Linked DNA regions of Zea mays: region 2 is linked to region 1. A link is a contact called in public Hi-C data. All regions are on one chromosome and are shown on one strand. The core of a region is the stretch at or near the end of the contact, and the rest is flanking DNA. Distances in the headings are between cores, read along the strand shown. Region 1 holds the start of LOC103641248 (ent-copalyl diphosphate synthase). Region 2 holds the start of LOC100276012.

What was found. Hi-C and Micro-C count contacts between places; a contact is called where the count stands out from the background.
Region 2: a Hi-C map of leaf shows a contact between it and region 1, with 4 times the contacts expected there. The contact joins the promoter of LOC100276012 here to the promoter of LOC103641248 in region 1. A contact is called at or near these places in 6 of 25 Hi-C or Micro-C datasets (ear, leaf and tassel).

Annotation. Positions count from the first base shown.
Region 1 is chr10:76,951,786-76,956,045 of Zm-B73-REFERENCE-NAM-5.0, forward strand. It overlaps LOC103641248 (ent-copalyl diphosphate synthase), which reads right to left and starts at 1,897. Exons shown (of 11, transcript NM_001361169.1): 1 at 1,618-1,897. The coding sequence starts at 1,797.
Region 2 is chr10:77,656,810-77,661,069 of Zm-B73-REFERENCE-NAM-5.0, forward strand. It overlaps LOC100276012, which reads right to left and starts at 2,164. Exons shown (of 8, transcript NM_001149906.2): 1 at 1,851-2,164; 2 at 1,577-1,645; 3 at 1,351-1,380; 4 at 826-858. The coding sequence starts at 1,940.

The DNA of each region.
Region 1 (4,260 bases), core at 647-3,146:
AGTAATAATAGAAGACAAGAGAAACTAGCCAAGTCGAGAGCATCACTTGTATATTTATATTCACCGTACATTCATAATCTAATCATAAACTTTGTCTGTACCCTTCGTTTTGCATAGACCTATGCCGTCCATGTATTGCCGTTAGAACAGAATTTTTCAACACAATAAGTGAAGCGTAGAAACCATTGTATTTTAATATCAGAGTTAAACAAATTTATCCTAGAATTATATACTAAAATGATCTATAGCTTAGAATCCGAACTCAGTATAGTACTTAGGAGCTAAGAGTTTAGGACAATGAAGTATAAATTTGGGCAAACTTACAAAAGTTGAGCCTAGGATAACTATAAAAGCTGATTTATTTGGAGATGCAGGATGTATCACTCTACTTAACAAAATTCGATCCTATTATGGAATCATGTTGTAAGAAACTACCATGACCATATATTATCTTAGTTCACAAATATATGACACCGTTGACTTTTTTCAAAAACTTTGATCACTCGTCTCATTCAAAATATTTATTCAAAAATGTACCTTAAGTGATAAAACAAATCACAAAAAATAAATGGTAACTCATTTTTTTAATAAGACGAGTGGTCAAAGTTTTTTTAAAAAAGTCAATGGTGTCATATATTTATGAACGGAGGGAGTATAATATATTGCTTTCTCTTGGCATGCAGTTAGTGAAGGAGAAACGGAAAATAAGGTATGGTAGTAGTGCATAAACTCATTGTATTCCAAAAAAAGGTGAAAGCGAGAAGATAATCTAACCCAACACAACAAACATGGTTAGAGACGGCTATTAGATATCATGCTCTTTTGCAATAGTTTTAATGTAGTAAGAGGCAATATATTCTTATACCTCCGGTTGGAAATACAAGACATTTTCCAACAAGGCAAATGAACTAATTCTGACTGTCTAAAACATGTGCGAACATCATATATAAAAGTTCGGAGATAGTCGGTGGCGGAGCCAGAGCCCAGCCTGCCCGGGCTTCGCCGGTGGCAGGAGGTAGTAGCGGAGCGGAAGCGCGGTTGACTGGGTGGACTGAGGGAGGTGACACGGGAGGTTGAGACGGAGGAGTTGTGGGGAGCAGACAGCAGGAGTGCAGGACGCAGTCGCGCGGATGGCTGCGCGGTGATTTCATGTCTTATTTTTGTTTATTTCCTTCCTAATTTGGTCACTAGTTCTTCCTCAATGGTGACTGCTTTTTCTTTGTCTTTTGTCTTCTCGTGTAGAAACTAGAAAGGAGTACGAATAGCTATTCTTTTGTGATACTACTGGCGATTAGCAACTAGAAGCTATGAAATAAATGTAGTCTCTAGGGAGCAGCATCCATACGGGCCGCTGCTCTGGTTATCTTCATAGCAGCAAAAAAGCGAACCCCAGACCTAGGCGACGTACCGCCATCCTTCCCCTCTCACGCGGACGCTCTACTCAATCTACGGGCTGAGCTGTTTAATCTGGTAGCTAATGGTGCAAGTGGTATCTATACTAACTAGTATATCTTAATGTCTGAAAACTAGCCATGAATCAATACAGCAGCAAAGTTCCATTAAGCTTCTTATCTCAATGTGCAAACAGAGGAGGAACAAGGACACAGGGGATCTCACCCTCACGGAGGCTGGCGGCACGGCAGCACGGGGATACGAAGCGGAGGGTTTCCATAGGGCGCCGGCTGCCGGGGCGCAGCCGCGCAGGTCGCTGGGCCTGGGCGCATCGATGCAGCAGGGGGCAGGACGTAGGTCTGCAGGGCGCCGACAACAGGGAGCCTGGGGTCGCGGCAGATCCATCGTCGGGCGACTTGGCGAGGGAGTAAGGAGGGAGGACGCGAAGGGCGACGTACGGGCGTCGGACGAGCAGCGAGGTTGGGCACCGCCGCGCCGGGTCAAAGGACAACGGCGCTGAGGGAGGAAGCACCAAGCGAACGGCACCAGCTGGGCTGGACTGTTTCTTACGTGGTGGGCTGCTGTATGGGTAATCTATGGGCTGGTGTTTGTATGGGCCGAGATATGGCGTAGGCCATACTGGGCCCTCCGCCCCTGGCAGTTACCAATTATTGACTTTCTCGTGGATTTGATGCAATGCCGACTGGCAATATAATCCTAAAAAAAAATGGACGGCACTTCAATTACAAGAAGCATCTCCGCGAGAGGCCCTCAACAATGTTTGTATTTTGAAATATAGAACCAAGGATCATAAAGCGTCAATCTTATAAAAATTCATCTCGATCTCTAGGATACTAAATATAGTACCCCATATATTAGATCTCTATCATTGTTTCTTCTTAATCTATAGCTATTTATTTCCCAATAATATAATTTATTTCCTAAATAGTATTATTTAATACCTAATTGCTATAGTAAAAAAATTTTGAGACCCTAAAACATTTTAAATGCAGTCATGTTTCAATTTTTAGAGCTCTATTTTAAATTTTAAAGATAGTTGTTATAAGACTTACCACCAGGCCGTCGAAGCCGAGAACGTTGTGGCCGCATTGAAGGACGTTGCCATGCCCGGAGCACCGGAACGTGTTGGGGTGACGCCTGCATTCCCAACTCTAGCTAGCTAGATACAAGATGCTAACCGTATCACAATCCACTCTGTACAGGGATGCTCTAGCCTTGGTGCAGAAACTACATCGATCTGTATGCTTTTATAAGCGGCTGTAGGCTTAAGCATATTAAATTAGTACTGATGTAGCAGTTATCAGCCTGTTTGCCGTACCGGCTTCTACTGCTTATACGATGTTTTTGTTTCTATAAATTACAGCTGCAGCCAGAGACGAAGCCAGAAAAAAAATTGGAAAGTACTAAACTAAACCACTGTAGTATAGAAACCCCTTCTTACGAGAGGCTTTAGTGGAGCTCCATGGACTTGACAGCGGTAGGAGAGGCTCAAGCCCCGCCCATCCCTAGCTGCAGCAGTCAAAACGGTCGACTTTAATCCAAAACGAACAGAGTATAAACAACCAAATACAAATTATGTATGTGTCAATATCAATTTCACGTACACAATGACATTAATTTAGATAAATTTCATCATATGATACTTAAATAAATCGTATAAATAAATTATTACACACAAGAAACGAGTGAACAAAGATTAACAAATAATGTTTATAACTATAAAACCTGGAACCTCAAATTAATCTGATGGGTGGTCTCCCACTAAGTGCTAGTTTAGAAATCCATTTTTACAAGAGATTCCTATTTTTCCAAGGAAAATTAGTTCATTTTCTCAAGGAAAAATAGAAATCTCTTGAAAAAATGGGGTTCTCCATTTTACTAAGGAATTTCTATTTTCTCAAGGGAAAATGAACCAATTTCCCTTGAAAAATAAAAATACCATGAGAAAATGGAATTCCAAACTAGTGGTAATAGTCGTTATACTTCTGGATCACTACCATCTCCATCTAACTAGCGGATGCATTATATACAACATAGTTGTTGTAGAAAATAGCAAAGTTGAGTACTCGTTGTGATAAGTAAGTGACACTAAAGCAATCATATGAAGACTATATAGTGGACTGACTAATCATTACCATTTTAGTTGATTAAGTTATCATCTATTATTAAGGTGAAAGCATAATCTTTCAAATTGCCATAAACATAAAGTAAATCTATATGAGAACCTACCGAAATCCAAACCATATTAGGCCTTGTTCGTTTCCGTCGGATTGCACCCGGAATCGTTCCAGCTAATCAAAGTTTATATAAATTAGAGAAGCAATCCGGTCAGGAATCGTTCCGACCCACCAATCCGGTAGAAACGAACAAGGCCTTAGGAGAACTCTAATATGTGAGGAAACCCTAAGTTCGCTCTTAACCATGAGAACGATTGATATTAGTTTGTATACTTTACCCACAAGGCGAAAATTTCCACTTTGTCTGAGTTGTACTGACCCTTACACACTTCCGAGATGTGCTACAGATACTTTCACTACAATGCCATTTTTTACAGTCATTGGATATTTTCAGGCTGCTACATGATTTCACCTAGTTTGTCAGTATAGACCTCCACTCCGAAAATGATTGGTCAACCCTGCACCGCACTTGGCACCGAAAGGTCTATATCATATACCCCCTCTTATGCCAAGCCGAGTAAGCATCCACTCATTCGATATCTTAAGTCTAATTAGTTATTGTGGTTGCATAATAAAATCTTAATGATTACTCAATGAACCGGTCCTTAGAGTGAGGTACTTTGCATATGGCAACCCTATGCACAAGCTTTATTGCCATGTTGCTAAAAAC
Region 2 (4,260 bases), core at 914-3,413, 710 kb after region 1:
TGTTTGTTTGAGCTGTTTTCCTTCTATAATAAACAAAAACTGTCTTAGGATCCTTGAGCACAAAAACTCCAGATCTAAGATGAAGCAGCTCTTCTAAACAGCGACTGGGAAGTGGGAACATATGGAAGAAATTAGGAGACAAGAAGACAAAAAAAATGGAGGCTAGCACTGGTAAGACTGTTGAAGTTCGAGAGTTGATGAAACCCCCTATCACCTGTCCAGGTTCGAAGGTCTGCACAAACTTCTTACCGGAAAAATCTGGGGAATGTCGCCCCCCTGATCAGAGTCTTTTCTTAAGAAGACAATAAAATACAAAGAAATGGAGGAGCACAGGCTAAGGCTATTAAGTGGTGTGTGGCCACTACTTGCTGATTACTTGATTGATAAAACCAGTTGCTGAACAATGAACTTCTAAACTGTAACATCTTATAGCAGTAGAAACAGGGGATAAGATGCCTTTAAATTATGGATTTAACAATATATAGTACAATTTCACCCTCTTCATGAATGATACTCTCATATACTTTGTGGTGAAGTGCAACCAAATCGCAACCAGTCCAACCCATTGAATTTAAAAGAATTCCCATAGTATTTGGTGGGAAGAGCTCCTTTTATATTGATAGTGCTGCTACAGTACTACACCTAGAAGTATGAATATAAACAATATCTAAACGGTAATATGTCTCACTGAGTTGAACTTTTTTTTCTCTCGAAAGTCTCACTGAGTTGAACTGTTAATTAACCAGAAACAAATTTTGTCGAAAATCCACAAATTGTGATGAAAGTATGTCAACATGTTTCAGAAAATACTGATTTCAAAAGTACCTGTGTTTCTTGGCAGAAGTCGTCAAACTCATCCTGCAATATGAAGAGAAAACAAATTATTCTCGAATACGCAGGAGAGCTGCCTATCATTTCATTAATAAGAGAAGAAAAAAGGTTTTACAAAATAGAAGAAACACACACACACACCCAGCAGATTGGCAGTTACATTCGTGGGCTTGGCAAACAGAACAGAAGGGACATCAGTTTTGTAATTTAAGAATGCAAGCTTATATATTAGATACAAGTGGTAAACCGTGCAAGTGAGGCAGCAGAAAACATAGCGAGAGACAGGCACAAAGGCATTATATAATAAACAGTTAACATAACATAACCCTTAGCCTAGGTTTTGTTTCTAATCACAGAATGTCCTCATTGCTAATAAAGTAGTAAGCTAGGAATGTAATGGCACTACAAAAGGGAAGCGTGGTCAAGAAATCCATGGTACAGTCAACAGTGGCATGTATTTGAACAAAATCTGAATGCAAAAAGACTATGCAGAGAATAGCTTGGAACAAAAAATTGTACCACTACGTTGGCATGCAGATTCTTCATCACCTGAAAAAATGGAATAATCTACATGAGTCACACACTCACACTAGCATAATCTACACGAGTCACACATTCACTAGCTGGATACAGAACTTAGCTTTGCGTGTTATTCAAATTAGTAGGTATTGCAATGATAAAATAATTTACATGTTCATTGCAAATCGCAGCAATTATTGGACAGTGCATGGATCAGGACACTCACAAGGGTGAGCATCCGGTGCAAACGCTCCTTCTCAGCATCAGTGAAGGACGAGAAAGCGTCATTGACATCCTGAAACGCTCAAGAACATAAGTCAATCGTATGCTTAACCCAGATTTCTGTAGCACGAACAACTGGGAAATCAAATCGTCATCAAGGATATGTGCTCTTCTGCTGGCTCAAACCGTAGCGAGACCAGCATCGCCAAGGGAGGAAACGGGAGTTGAGGAAGGGATGTGGGGCGAGAGAGCTAGCCAACGAACAAAAACTAACCAACCTCGCGGGAGCAGGCGGTGAGGAGGCACTGGATGGAGAGCTTGAACGAGCTCTGGAGCTTGTCGAACCTCCCCGACGCCGCGGGATCCATCGGTGCCGGAATCGGCAAAGGTAGATGCCCTTTTTGGAGCCGCTTCTTGCCGAGTTATGGTCGCCCGCAATTCTTCTCCCCCCGGTGTTTCAACGCGAAATCGGAATCAGCAGGAAAGAAACAGTGGGGAGAATCTCCTCGATTCGCTCGCTCGATAGGCACTGGCGCTGTCACTGAGCTCCTCCACCCGCGCGTCGCTGCCTCCGAGATCCGCCGCCGCCGGGCAACTTCCCCGCGCGCGGCCGCTGTTCGACTTCTCCCCGTGCGTCGCCGACTCCGCGCTTACAGGAATGTTGAATGGGCTAGTTGGGCTGTTCCGAGATGAATCGTAGTTGTAGTGCGGCCCAAATCGATCTGGGCCGTGATGATGGCAGAGGAGTAGGACACATTCGGCGTGGGGACGAGGAGTCAACGAGCTGGGCCGGCGCTTTTGACTATGTGCATGTGAGACACATGTTGCCTTGTCACTTTTATTTGTTTTAGCTTATAGATTATATAATCTAAATTATAAAATTAAATAATCTAGATTAGATAATTTTAATGTAGCTATTTGGCAACCTAATTTATTATAACTTTTATTATTGATTTTAGTCGTGTTATGTAGCGGGAGCAAGAAAAAGTAACTGAAACGTTGTTTTTTAAGGAGTGGTAATGGTGCGTAATTTCACCTGAAGTTGTCATGGGTAGTGGGTCTTTTGCCAAAAATAATAAATATCAAATGAGCACCTCTTAAATCTCTACTATTCTATAAGCTTTTACCGTGGGCGTCCACACTTCACCGTGCCCCCGCTCCCGTCATTCCTGCACCCCTCCCGCGCCGCGCACTGCCCTGTCCTCCTCCATGATCACCGTCAGGCAAACCGGACCGTTCCATCCGCCCGGGTGCCCACTCCCGAAGTTTTCTCTTCTCGACACCGTGCCCGCTGCGGTCGCCTCCCCAACAATCCCCTGAATCTCGCCTCCCGCTCCCGTCTTTCTCCTTTCTCTCCCCGACACCATAGCCGCCACGCTGACCTCCCCCAACAATCCTCTGCATCCACGCAAGGATGCGGAGTTGTTCATGCAGTTACATCTTCCTCAGCGGACCCCTGCCCCGCGTGACTCCCTGGCACACACCCATCCGCTGTGCCCCTCTCCGCGCCACAAATTCCTCATCTCAGAAGTCGCGCTCGAGCTCCACCACCACGCCACCGCCCCCACCCCATGTGACGGCCGCTAGGGCTGGAAAAAAAAGCTCAGGCTCGGCAAGCCGGATCGAGCTCGTCGCGGCTCGGGCAGGCTCGAGCCGGCTCGCGAGCTACCGGCGAGCCGAACCGAGCCGGTTTAGCAAGCTCGACAAAATCTCGAGCCAAGCCGAGCCAGCTCGCACAAGCTCGCGAGCCAAGCCCAGTAACAACGTAACTGCGTAAGTACCAGGCTACCAGCAGCGCTGCAGCAGAGCGGAGCAGCCTAATAGGCCCACAAGCAAAGCAAGCGCTGAAGCGCCTAAAGCTCAAGCCGGCAAGCCGCCCCGGCCCAAACCAGTCACCTAACCCTAACAGCTCGTGCTCGGCGGTGGCGCCTCGGCGGTGCTCCTCAGTCCTCAGCTCCTGTGATAGAGTGACGGCGGCGCTCGTGCTTGTGTTCGGCGGCTGGCGCGAGCACGACCGCGACCGCTGACGGCTGACGCCCTGACGGAGTGAAGGCTGACGATGCCAGGCGCTACCGCGATCGCCGCTGGCCCGCCGTGCGGTCCGGTGTTCCGTAGACGGTGCCCCACCACGCGCGGACGCGCACGCAGCCACGCCGGCACGCCGCGTCGCCGCCTGCCGCCACCCGCCTGCTGCCTCCCTCTACCTGGCCGGTGGCCGCTGGCCCGCTACCTGGCCCAGTGCCCCAATCCGCCATCTGCTGGCTACTCTGCTCATCCACCGCTCGCCTGCACGACCGGTTCCTCATCCACCGACCACCAGTGAGGATCGTCAATTCCTCATCCACCGCTCGAGTTGCAGTTAACACATTATGTAGTTTGTTCAGTTTTATCTTGCAGACTTGCAGTTGCAGTTAACACATTATATATTGTTGATCATAAATTGCTAGGTTATGGAATCTGGTGTGCAAGGGAAGGGGGTGAATCAAAGTAATGAGATAGATTCAGAAAGCAATTCATTTGACAAGAACGATGACATGTCTGAGGATGAAATGATTGTCCTAGGTGGGAGAGAGATTGATGTTGTGGAATCAAATAATGATGACAAAAGAAAAGCCAAGAAAAGGCGTAAGGGGGTGAAAGTAAAGGATAACAACTCTAAATCCAAAGTGTGGGAAGTTTTTGATAAAG